Linked DNA regions of Mus musculus: regions 2 and 3 are each linked to region 1. The links are chromatin contacts, called in public targeted proximity ligation maps. All regions are on one chromosome and are shown on one strand. The core of a region is the stretch at or near the end of the contact, and the rest is flanking DNA. Distances in the headings are between cores, read along the strand shown. Region 1 overlaps Pacs1 (phosphofurin acidic cluster sorting protein 1). Region 2 holds the start of Klc2 (kinesin light chain 2). Region 3 holds the start of Yif1a (Yip1 interacting factor homolog A (S. cerevisiae)).

Region 1 (4,299 bases), core at 399-2,898:
TTTTAGATTCCTAAGATTACAAAAGATTAGACACTTTCTATAATTCCCATTTCTCTGGAGCACAACCTGGACCAGGAGGTAAACAAACTATTCACTGTTCTTAAATACCCAGCCTTGAATCTCATACTCTCAGGCTATACCGCCAGCAGTCCTTAGTCAAAACTTCAAAATCTGTCCTTCCTTCCTATCTGCTTTTTTTTTTTGGGGGGGGGGGGTTGGTTTACTTGTGTTTTTTTGTTTTTGTTTTTGTTTTGCTTTGTTTTGTTTGAGTGCTGGGGACTAGTCCCAGGCATTGTACATGCCTGGTAACACTTTACCCCAGAGCCTCAGCCCTCATTATTAACATTTTTCAATTAACTGTTTAATGGCATATAAAAAGCAATGGAGAAAGAGATTGTACTGACAAGAATCAAAAGCAAATACATGAACATGAATAGTTATGCACTATGCACAGTCATTATTCAGCAAGCTCCTCTGTCCTGAAAAACCCAGTTAGTCAAAATGATCCACTCTCAAGGAAAGGTTAGTCTGCTTTAGACATCCTTAAAAATGAGCAGCAAGATAACAGGGTCACAGATTTCCAAGCAAAATGGTAAAGTCTGGTGCTCCTTTTTTTTTCTTTTTTTTTTTTTAAGATAGATTTGTTTGTTTGTTTGTTTGTTTGTTTGTTTATTATATGTAAGTACACTGTAGCTGTCTTCAAACACACCAGAAGTGGGCATCAGATCTCATTACGGATGGTTGTGAGCCACCATGTGGTTGCTGGGATTTGAACTTCGGACCTTCGGAAGAGCAGTCGGGTGCTCTTACCCACTAAGCCATCTCATTAACCCAAGTCTGGTGCTCTTAAAGGAAAAAATTAAAGCCAGGTATAATAGCACACACCTTCTCTGTAAGAAAGAAAGAAAGAGAGAGAGAGAGAGAGAGAAGAGGAGAAAAGAGAAGAGGAGGAGAGGAGAGGAGGAGAGGAGAGGAGAGGAGAGGAGAGGAGAGGAGAGGAGAGGAGAGGAGAGGAGAGGAGAGGAGAGGAGAGAAGGAGAAGGAGAGGAGAGAAGGAGAGGAGAAGGAGAAGGAGAGGAGAAGGAGAAGGAGAAGGAGAAGGAGAAGGAGAAGGAGAAGGAGAAGGAGAAGGAGAAGGAGAAGGAGAAGGAGAAGGAGAAGAGAGAGAAGAGAAGAGAAGAGAAGAGAAGAGAAGAGAAGAGAAGAGAAGAGAAGAGAAGAGAAGAGAAGAGAAGAGAAGAGAAGAGAGTGGGGGAGGGAGAAAGAACACACGGATGATGAGGAAGTAATGAGAGAAGAGGAACGAAGGGGGAAGGAAACCAAAGAGAGAAGAAAAGAAAAAAGAAAAAAAATACACTCAAACAAAGCTTCAGGAGAGGTCATAGGCTATCACATTTCTTCTGAAAAAGGAGAATACAATTTTTCTGTAGTTTGAAACAAAAAGGAAAACTTAAGGAGACAAAAGAAAAGTATCAACTCCAACTTAAATCCTTACTTTCCTTTAGAGTAGCTCAGCTTTCTTTGACTAAACTGTGAGCTGTAAACCGGTTTAGTTGCTTTTCTGGCTGCCAAATAAAAGCTACAGAAGTCAGCAGGTAAAATAGAGAAGCTGTCAAGTCAAACTGGATCAAAACAAAGTTGTGGTTTGCAGGCGGGGCTTGAGCCATCTCTTCCGTTCATGTAAGTAAGCAAGATGTAGCAACAGGATCCCAACCCTGCCACCTCTTCAGACCAAAATACTTTGTTTTAGCTTTTTAGTTTAATATGCTTGAGGGCTGGCAGGATCTGTGCCTAAGGTGAATTCAATCAAGAACAGTGGTGCTCCTCTGTAATCCCAGTATTTGAGAGACTGAGGCTGGAAGATGGAGAGTTCTAGGCCAGTCTGGGATATACAGAAAGACCAAGTAAAAAGCAAGCAAGCAAGCAAGCCAGCCAGCCAGCAAGCAAGCAAGCAGAAATTAACCCACAGTCTTGCAATAGTCCCAATCAGAATCTCATGACAGGATAGCACACACCTTTAAACCCTGCACTCAGGAGGCAGAGGCTAGTGGATCTCTGTGAGTTTCAGGCTAGCCTGGGCTGCACAGTACATTCAAGGACAGCCAAAGCAAACAGTGAGAACCTGTCTTTAAAAGAGAGAGAGAGCCGGGCGTTGGTGGTGCTCGCCTTTAATCCCAGCACTTGGGAGGCAGAGGCAAGCAGATTTCTGAGTTCGAGGCCAGCCTGGTCTACAAAGTGAGTTCCAGGACAGCCAGGACTACACAGAGAAACCCTGTCTCGAAAAACCAAAAAAAAAAAAAAAAAAAAAGAGAGAGAGAGAGAGAAATGAAAGAAATTAATTGGCAATCAAGGACAGTAGAAAGAATTAATTTTCTATGTGCAACACATGTAATTAACATGTATTAATCCTACCTTAATTCTCACAGCTCTGTGAAATAATTATTATACCCATTTTATAGTTGATAAAATGGAAACATTAGAAAGGTTAAATAATTTGCTCAAAGTTACTCAAATACTAAACAGCAGAGTCAAAATTCAAAGCCAGGAGGATTCTAAAACCCAAACTCACAGTCACTATATTAAGCATCCCCACAGTGCCCATAGTGACGTGAGAACAGCATTCCATCCAACAAGGCATAAAGTGGCCCATAGTGCTGTCAGCTGTGAGAGCAGCCAAAGCTTAGAGAGACACATTTCTATAGAAACCCTTCTTCTGACTTGAGAATGCCAGCTCTGCTCATCTAAACTGGGTGGCTAAGGGAGGCAGAGGCAGGCAGATTTCTGAGTTCGAGGCCAGCCTGGTCTACAAAGTGAGTTCCAGGACAGCCAGGGCTACACAGATAAACCCAAGTCTCAGAAGGAAAAAAAAAAAAAAAAGAAAGAGAGAGAGAGAGAGAGAGAGAGAGAGAGGTAGGTAGGTAGGTCTCCCCAAGAGTGGTGAGAAGCTTCCTTCCTCTGGTTTGGCAGCTTTTACATCTAGTTGTCAAGGACTTGGCCATTTGCAGTTTCATCACATTCAGTAGCAGGTCAAAATGCAAATCTTTATGAAGACCCTGGCCAACAAGACCGTTGCCCAGAAGTTGAGCCCAGAGACACCACTGAGACTGTGAAGGCCAAGACCTAGGATGAAAAGGGTACTCCACCACCAACAGCACGGGCTCACCTTTTCAGGCAAGCAGCTAGAAGATGGCCACATTTTTTCTGATTACAACATTCAGAAAGAGTCACTGCTGCATCTGGTAGTTATTAATTTTCAGTCTGCATTCCCAGGAGGCAGTAATGGCATTATTCTGCACTATAACCATTTGCCCCTATTTAAGTTTAGAAATTACAAGTTTCAGTAATAGCTGAACCTCTGTTTAAAATGTTAATAAAAATTTTGATGCACAGTAAACAAAAAAAGAAAGAAAGAAGAAAAAGAAAAGAAAGAAGAGAAAAGAAAAAAAGGAAGGAAATGTTTTGTCTCATAAAACAAAAACAAAACACCTTCTCAAAGAGTCCTGACTTCTTCTGAGGCATGCAATCTCAGGTACTAAGATCCACTGCATACAACTCACCAGAAGCATTCCTGACTAGCCTGTCCATCAGAAGCAGCCAATCCCCAACCTTCCCAATGACCACACAGATAGTGGCAACACTCACTGTCCGACCATTATTACAGATCAAATTACTTGATGGTTTATTGTTTGTCTCCCTGCACTGGAATGCCCACGCCAGCAGAGAAGTATCTTTGTCAGCATCTTTGCTACCCTTTCCTAAGCAATTAGGCATTTGCACCTGGTACGAGGTAAATACCTGTTAGAGGAGTGACCTGTGTATAAGAGATATCCATTCGTTAATATTTAAGATAAACAGGCACTATAAGAAAATCAGTCATCAGCTTGGCAAATGTATTATTGATTACCCAGACAGTAACTGAATGTGTGAATAAGAACATTTCAAAGACTAGGACATCATGAAGAAGCTCCAGGATGGACGACTGGGCAGATGATGGACTGGGCAGATGATGGACTGGGCAGATGATGGACTGGGCAGATGAAGGCACCCTTTGAAGGTGGAAGACTCAATGGAGACTGCCAGTGAGTTGTCCATCACCCATGCAGAGAGGAACCTTTTTGGTGATGTTGCTGAGAGAATCATCCATGCTCCTCTACAGAAGCCAACTAATCCCAACCACTCACCAAGTTGGACTGCGAATGCGGTCTGTCTGCGGTCTGTCTGCGGTCTGTCTGCGGTCTGTTAGGGATGCCTCTCGTGGGTAAACAGGTATTCACATCTCCACAGGAAAAGCAACATAAA
Region 2 (4,117 bases), core at 1,275-3,774, 140 kb before region 1:
GCCTAGAACTCAGAAATCTGCCTGCCTCTGCCTCCCGAGTGGGATTAAAGGCGTGTGCCACCACACTCAACTTGGTTTGGGTTTTTGAGACAGGATTTTTCTGTCCTGGAACTCAGTGTAGATAAGGCTAGCCTTGAACTTGGAAATCTGCTTGCCTCTGCTTCCCAAGAACTGCCATGCCTTGCTTGCTATTTTAAAGACAAAGAAATTAAGACAATACAAGCACCCCAGAATTTCTGGATCCAGGCAGTGGCTTGGCCAAGAACCACAGAGAACAAAACCCTTCTCTATCCGACAGCCCAGTATATGGGGAACTAAACAGTCTTTCTTCCTGAAACTTGCTAAAAGCACAAACATCCAGGAGTTGTGCTGCCCCCACCCCAGTCTAGAACTGGTGTCTCCATGGCTACCCCTCTAATTCAAACTCCCTTCTAGCCTAGCAGTGGCTTCCTTGTCACTTGTTCCAAGAGTCCATCCTTGGCCTACTAAGGTTAACTCTCCATAGCTCCCAGAGAGATCTCAGAAGCTAAGTCAGGCATCTTCTGCTTGTTAGACCCTTCCACAGGCCACCTGATGGCCTGGACATATTCTGTCTTCTGCTTCCTCACAGCCTCTAGTGTCCCTCTCGCCCTCTCCGTAAGTTCTAGGTACACCATTCTTGTCTCCCTTCAAGCCCACGAGCTCTCCTACCTCGGTCTTTACACATGCAGCTGTCCTCTAGTTGCCTCTTTGGAGGCCAGCCCTTGAGCTAAAGTCATCTCAGAGAAGTCTTGCCTGATCAATAGACAAGACTCCCTTCTACAAACTGTCACAAGATCTTACTGTCCCTGGAGCACTGATCACAACTTGTTTCAAGTAACTAGTTGAATGTGTGTTTCTCTTCTCCTGTTGTACTAGGGGGGAAAATCATCTTATTTTGTTTTGAAGGGACAGTAGGGGAGCCAGGATCTTACTATGTGACTGACCCAAGCTGGCCTGGAGCTTGGGATCCTACTGCCTTCACCTCTCAAGAGCTGGGATTGCAGATACCATGCCTAGGGAGGACACAGACCTTGTCTGCATTCAATCTGCATCCTGAGCATTAACACACTGTAGCTCAGCACACAGTAAGTGAGAAGCTATACAACTTAATGAATTCATGCATAATTGTATTGTGAGGGGAGGTTACTAAAGTATTTCTGCTTTCTTCTGTCATCCCAGTCTGTTAGGTAGAATGAGGCCTGAATGGCATAGCTCAGTGTGAGGTAAGGGTGCCCGTTGGGGCAGGGCGCAGGGCTGGCATTTCCAAAGTGTATTCATTGAACGTTGCTTATTGTCCTAACGTGACGCTCTGAAAGACTTGTGTTTCCTTGCTGAGGGTGTTCCTACATCACCAGGGCCCTTCGGGTAATCTTCCACCACAGCCCCAACACTGACCTACCTGAGCCTCCCCAAGCCCCAGCTCGATGGCCTCCAGGGAGCGGCGCAGGAGGAGGCAGCGCTCCTGTGAGCCCGGCTCGGCCTCGCCTGCTTCATGAGAAGCTAGGGGAGCTAGCAGGGCACGATGCTCCCCTCTCAGGGTCTCTAAACCCTGGATCACCGCCTTGGTGCCCAGCACTATCTCGTCCTGACTCAGCTTCTCCTCTCGAGGAAGCACCATCGTGGCCATGGTCGTGCCGTCTGTGGAGGCAAGGGGTGGGGCAGGCGGACGCCAGGCCTAGGGCCACACCGCCGTCCACCCCAAGTTAGGTAAACACCGGGAGGTCCCCGGACGCCTAGGTCCCTATGGATGTCCAGATCCCTCAGCCCGCAGTCCTCGCCGTGCCAGCACGCGGCCTACAGGGGGCGCGCCAGGCTCGTCTAGCCTAGGGAGACGCAATGCGGTGTGACTGAAGTGAGGCTGGACCCCGATTCCGCCCCAGACCACCGGCTCAGGCCAGTTGATCTAAAGCCCATCTTCGAGAGTTATTCGGAACTGTCCTAATCGGTACACAGAGCACTAGGGCATTGCAAGGCGTTCCCAAGTCAGACGCCACAGGCTCTCCGGGCAACTGGGTCTCAGCCCTGGCGACAGCCCCTTTCCCAGGGCAAGCGGAACCACGAGCCCCTCCCCCAGGGCCGACCGAGCCCCGCCACCCCGTCCCCGCCCCCGCCGCTCCGGGGAGACTGCGGTCTTTAGTTTCGGGACAGGTCTCTTCAGGCCGCGCCCACAACGACCCCTCCCGCAGGCTGGCCTGAGGCCCGCAGACCCTCCCTAGAAAAGGCCGGATTCCCAGCCCCAGCCCGGGACCGCGCCCCCTCCCCGCGGGCCGGTCGGGTCCTCCCACAGGCCGCGCCCACGACCACGACGACTCCTCCTCTAGGCCGACCTGCAACCGCTCCTCACTGTCCGGCTTGACTGGGTCTCCCGGCCCAACCGGCCGGCGCCGACCTGCACCTTCTGCTTTGGCCCGGCTCCGGCTCCTGCTCCTGTCCCGCTTCACCCGGATCCTCGACCGTGAGCTCGTCTCGCTGCCTCCATCCCGCCGGCCTTCCCAGCAGTCCCCGCGCCGCCTTAAAGGTGAAGCCGCTACCTCGGCGGCGTCGGAGGGGGCGAAACACGCTCCAGCCGGCCAGCTCGCTGCCTTAAAGGGGCCCCGCAGGCCTGGCCGGCTTCGGGGTGGGGCCAGCCCAGACGGGACGCAGAGGGGCGTGGCTGGACTCGCCCCCTCGGACCAGAGCTTCCAGGTCTGTGCGCTCTGCGGAGCTCCGACCCCGGACCAGAGTGACTGAGGAGCAAGAAGGCCGACCTCCTCAGATTCCAGAGCGAGTCGGTCCACATTGATTGACTGTCAAGTGTTTTTGTCGATGTCTTAGTGCATTGACTTAATGCTCACAAAGGGCTGGTGAGGTGGGTGTTGCCATTACCCACCTCTCACACATCTGACCCCCCAGCCCCCTCCGCGCTCTAGAGACGCACCTCTTACCGGCTTCGGAGGTGACTGTGCCTGTAGGGAATTCTCAGCATCTAGGTTTGCTTTGTGAGGGAACAGAAGGAGGCTTCTGGTTAAAAAGGAGAATTGGGTGGGAAGGAGCGTGTGGAGGTCGGTGGAGAAGGGAGAAGATCCACGCCCCTGAGGGGAATATCTGGGTGGATACTGCTGACCAGATAAGGAGGTCAGACGAGTGCCTTTGGATTGTGGTGGTGTCATTGGGGGGCCTCAGATTGGGTGTCACCAACTCGGAAGGAAAGACCTCTGTGCTAGATAGTTTTATGTCAACTTGACACAAACTAGGGTCATTGAACAGATGGGAATCTCGGCTGAGAAGATGCTGCCATAGGATCGGGCTGCAGGAAAACCTGTTTTCTTACTGATTGTTGTGGGAGGGCCCAGGCCAGGGTAGGTGAGGCCAGAAGGCAGTTCTGAGCAAGTTCAGAGGGCAAGCCCAGAAGCAGCACTCCTTCATGGGCTCTGCATCAGCTCCTTTCTCTGGGTTCTGTTCTCTCTGGGTGCCTGTCCTGACTTCCTTCACTGGATGAAGAGTGCACCAAATAAACCCTTTTGGTCACTGTGTTTCCACACAGCAATATTAACTCTAACTAGGACGGCCTCTTTGGTCCCTATCCCACTAGATTCTACAGTACTCTTCCCATCTCTACTCCACACCCACTTGGTGCTGACACAACATCGGCCTTTCTAACATTTTTCTTGTTTTGCCTTCTGGAATGTAGGTCATCACCTGTTGGCTGGGGCCTGGGGTAGATAGAGAATGTGGTAGCAATCAGTAGACGGCTACCTTACAAAGCGTGCGGAGGGGAGGGGATGGCTGAAAGGATGCCTCGGTGGTGAAGAGCATTTGTTTCTCCTGCTCAGGACTTGAGTTTCATTTGCAGCACCCATTGGCTCACAACCATCTTTACCATTTCCAGGGCATCGATAGATACCGCCATCTGAGTTCAGCAGGCACTAGGAACTCATGTGGTACACACACATACTTGCAAGTGAAACACTCATACACATAAAAAATAAATCAGAAAGCCAGGCGTGGTTGGTGCACGCCTTTAATCCCAGCACTTAGAAGGCAGAGGCAGGTGGATTTCTGAGTTTGAGGCCAGCCTGGTCTACAAAGTGAGTTCCAGGACAGCCAGGGCTATACA
Region 3 (4,034 bases), core at 574-3,073, 170 kb before region 1:
CTGCACGTACACCTGCATGCCAGAAGAGGGCATCAGATCCCATTACAGATGGTTGTGAGCCACCATGTGGTTTCTGGGAATTGAAGTCAGGACCTCTGGGTTTTTTTGATTGTTTGTTTGTTTGGTTGGTTGTTTTTTTTTTTTTTTTTTTCTGAGACAGGGTTTCTCTGTATAGCCCTGGTTGTCCTGGAACTATTTTGTAGACCTCGAACTCGTGATTTTGTAGGCTGGCCTTGAACTCGTGATCCTCCTGCCTCTGCCTCCTTCACCAAATCCTACCGGCGTACGCATCCACAACTGGCAAGATTTATTTATTTATTTTATATATACAATACACAATAGCTGTATAGATAGTTGTGAGCCATTGTGTGGTTGCTGGGACCTTCGGAGAGCAGTCAGCCAATGCTCTTAACCACTGAGCCATCTCTCCAGTCCCGATCTCCCCCCCCCCCCAAAATTAATTACATGTTAAATGTATTTGTTCTGTGTATCTCTCTCTGGGCGGGATGGTGCAAAGAGGTGCACTTTAACATAGCTCGAGTGTACAAATCGGAGGAAGATTTTTCGGAGTTGGCTCTCTTCTTCCACCGTCTGGGAATTGAATTTAGGTTCTCAGGCTTGGCAGTCTGCTGAGCCATCTCACAAGCAAGCTAACATGACTCTTAAAGGATTTGGACAAATGGATAAAAAGGGAAAGGCATATCTCCCGCATCCCAGGCGGAGGAGCAAAAGCAGCTGTTGGACAGCATGGGCTGAGTTTGGGGATCAGAAAAGTCTGACCTTATGCAACTAAACGCTGAGTAGTTAGTCAGCTGTAAGTATCCGAGGGTGTGTCATGCTATCTAGAGAATAGTACCTGACAGTCTGTGAGAGAGGGACCCTTGGAGGGATTGTCTCCAGCGACGATGGGAGTGGTTACAGCCTGGGTGGGAAGAAAAGAGCCTAGGAGACTAGGAGTGAAGCTTACGGGCCTCACTTGGAGATCACAGGACTGGTGATGACTCAGGAGACCTTCAGGAGACAGGTCACTACACCTCTGCCTCCCAAATCTCCCGGACCACTGGAGAAAGCGATGGAACAAGGCCCAGTACAGATTCCTGTCCCATGTATACCACCAGGACTTCGTATCTTCTGGGTGGTCTCAGTTTCTGTCTCCTGCCCCATGCGTGAGCGCGTGTGTGCGTGTGAGTGCGTGTGTGCATAACGTATTGAGCGCGATTCCAAACCCTCCCAGCAGAGGCCCTCGGGGATGAGCCCAGCGGCGGACTCTACAGGGCATTTTCAGCACCAGCCGACGGACAGCACCAGTTCTGAAAGGAGTGGGAGGGCGGAGGAGGAGTCAGCGTTCCAGGGCTCAGGGCCGCGCTGTCACTCTCCCGGTGCGGGCAACAACAACAATTTCTAGCAGGCCGGAGCTCCAAAACAGGATGGAGTGAATTGGAGGAAAGAGCACAGAGTAGGGGCAGGGATCAGTCAGAGCTTGACCGACCGCCGCATTCCTCTTGGACTGCATTGCGGCGGAGCCAGCTTTGTGCCCTGACTAGTTGGGTCGGTCAGGACTTTAATCTTCCTATTGGCGTAGTCGTGGCAAGGAGCGTCAAGCGCCTCTTGGCGCAGACGCGGAACTAAGTTACAACTCCTTCTCACCTATTGGCTGGTAGCGCCGCAAATTAGCCAGCCTACTAGTCAATCCGAGAACATCTTGAGTAGCTCCGCCCCCTATCTGTCGGAAGTTGAATATGACAAAACCCGATTGGAAGAGAGCTCACCAGTAGCCAATTGAAAGTGTAAAGGGGGAGAACCAGCTCTTCCGACGAGCCAATGGTAGACAGCGAAGTGTGACGCCAAGGACATGGCGGCCGCGATCGGACAGCCCTGGGACGTGTCGGGCCGTCGGGTAACTTCGGTCAGGACCAGGCAAGAGAAGTAGCTGTTTCAGTAGTGTTCGTACCCACGACTCAGCGAAGTACCCACGACCCTTGGGTAGAGCGAACGTCACGGCCATGGCTTACCATTCGGCATATGGAGTCCACGGTGCGTGAGGAGTGGGGAGGGCGGGGCGCGGCCTGGCAGCGGGGAGCCAAATACGCTGAGAGACCCACTGGTTCTGTTGGAGAGGGTCTGCAGTGACCGCTGCCCAGGGCGGGGAGAGTGTCTCTCGGGTTCCTGCCCTGCCACACTGCAGCGTGTCCTGGACTTCGCCCTTACTAGCCAGTCCTGAGATCAGGCTGCGACAGCACTACTGGGATCCTCAAGTCTAATCCTGCTTGTACCGAATTTGCCTCCAGAACTTCCTTTCCCTCTTACAACTCGGGCAGCATTCCTGACCACTGTCCAGGGACTCCGAATAGCCAATATTGCCTTTTCTACCTGTGTTAAGTCAAGGAATGTCTTTGCGGTGATTGTGCCCAAGCAAACGTCTTTTCACTCGCTAGTACTCAGAGATCATTTCCCTTGAGAGACTTCCTAGAAACCCCAAATGGGTAGCCATGTTTAGGCACACCTTTCCCACTGCATGCAGTAAATGATCCCCCACCCTGACCCCCCGAAGGATAGGAGATCGACTTTAAAACTCATCCTGCCTTTTCCTCAATTGTTCGGTGCCTTAGGACCTATGCACAGCTTCCCAGCCTGGGGAAAGGGCAGTGGTCTGGGTTCTTGCTCTGTAATTCTGTAATCTACTTTGGTCCTCTCACACCTGCAGGTTCCAAGCATAGGACCCGGGCAGCTCCAGACCCTCCTCCACTCTTCGATGATACAAGTGGTGGTTATTCCAGCCAACTGGGCGGATACCCAGCCCCAGGAGCTGATGTAGCCTTCAGTGTCAACAACCTGCTTGGAGACCCAGTGGCCAATATGGCAATGGCCTATGGCACCTCCATAGCATCCCAAGGGAAGGACATAGTGCACAAAGAGGTGTGCCCTGGGCTCCCGGGAGGAGGGAGGCAGGGCTTCTGGCCAGGGTTGGGGTGTCACAGGATCCCATCTTACTCCCCAGGCATCCTTTAGGAAGGATCACGGTAGGGCTCATCCATAGCCTCTTCTCTTTACTTCCAGCTGCACCGTTTTGTGTCCGTGAACAAACTCAAGTATTTTTTTGCTGTGGACACAGCCTATGTCGCTAAGAAGCTAGGGCTATTGGTCTTCCCATACACACATCAGGTGAGCTTCCCACCAGGAGAGCTGGCCAGCCTCTCCCCACTCGCGGATAACCTGACTGATCATCAGATCTCAACCCTCTCTCTCTTTCTCTCTGCTCCTGTTTACCCGACCACCTCGCCACGGCCAGAACTGGAAAATGCAATACAGCCATGATGTGCCTCTGCCCCCGCGGAAAGATCTCAATGCCCCTGACCTCTATATCCCCAGTGAGTCTCTGATGTGGGGCTTGGCCACAAAGGGGACTTGTGCCTTGAGCATAGTTAGGAAGACGATTCTGTTAATGACCCAGCGTTCATTCCTGGAGCTTTCCACGTGGGACTGTTACTAGACACTAAGTTGACAGGATGACCAGTAGGAAACTTCCTGAATGACCTTGATTTTTTTTTTTTTTTTTTTTTGGTTTTTCGAGACAGGGTTTCTCTGTGTAGCCCTGGCTGTCCTGGAATCCTGGAACTCACTCTGTAGACCAGGCTGGCCTCGAACTCAGAAATCTGCCTGCCTCTGCCTCCCGAGTGCTGGGGTTAAAGGCGTGCGCCACCACGCCCGGCACTTTCCTGACTTTTAAAGTGGACCCTGTCTCTCTCCAGCCTGGAGCTCAGGGTTTCACTCGGCCCAGCAGTTCCCAGCTGTAGGGCTTCAGACTTTGGATCCTCACAGCTGCCTGCGTCCCCATGGCGCTTGTCAGGCTACCTACTTGCCTCTGCACTTCACTCTGTCCTGTTGGCTAAGAAGGTTCAGGCTCAGGGCACACACAAGGAAAGCAGATATACTAGGGCAGAGCTGTCTGGAGGAGCTGTCAGGAAGGGCAGCCGCTAAGGTTGTTCCATCCTCTGTTCCTCTCATGATCTGTTACAAAGCTGGTATTGCCATCC

What was found.
Region 2: a targeted proximity ligation map of bone marrow-derived macrophages shows a contact between it and region 1, with 2.4 times the contacts expected there. A contact is called at or near these places in 6 of 39 promoter capture datasets (the 3T3-L1 cell line, cranial neural crest, embryonic stem cells and 3 more), 10 of 130 datasets of targeted methods (the NIH/3T3 cell line, the SCID.adh cell line, VIP interneurons and 5 more) and 3 of 9 other capture datasets (adipose tissue, liver and pancreatic islet).
Region 3: a targeted proximity ligation map of memory CD8 T cells shows a contact between it and region 1, with 108 read pairs. A contact is called at or near these places in 10 of 39 promoter capture datasets (the 3T3-L1 cell line, the HPC-7 cell line, the SN4741 cell line and 6 more), 1 of 484 Hi-C or Micro-C datasets (nephron progenitors), 3 of 130 datasets of targeted methods (bone marrow-derived macrophages, embryonic stem cells and memory CD8 T cells) and 2 of 9 other capture datasets (adipose tissue and pancreatic islet).

What each region holds. Positions count from the first base shown.
Region 1 is chr19:5,255,718-5,260,016 of GRCm38.p6, forward strand. All of the region lies in intron 1 of Pacs1 (phosphofurin acidic cluster sorting protein 1), which reads right to left. Among named protein-coding and RNA genes, the nearest start is that of Pacs1, 15 kb to the right of the region's middle.
Region 2 is chr19:5,115,774-5,119,890 of GRCm38.p6, forward strand. Klc2 (kinesin light chain 2) reads right to left here and starts at 2,525. Exons shown (of 16, transcript NM_008451.3): 1 at 2,349-2,525; 2 at 1,421-1,659. The coding sequence starts at 1,648. It overlaps LOC115489018 (a long non-coding RNA gene), which reads left to right. Exons shown (of 2, transcript XR_003952889.1): 2 at 928-3,559.
Region 3 is chr19:5,086,715-5,090,748 of GRCm38.p6, forward strand. It overlaps Yif1a (Yip1 interacting factor homolog A (S. cerevisiae)), which reads left to right and starts at 1,824. Exons shown (of 8, transcript NM_026553.4): 1 at 1,824-2,034; 2 at 2,705-2,916; 3 at 3,058-3,162; 4 at 3,290-3,368. The coding sequence starts at 2,004.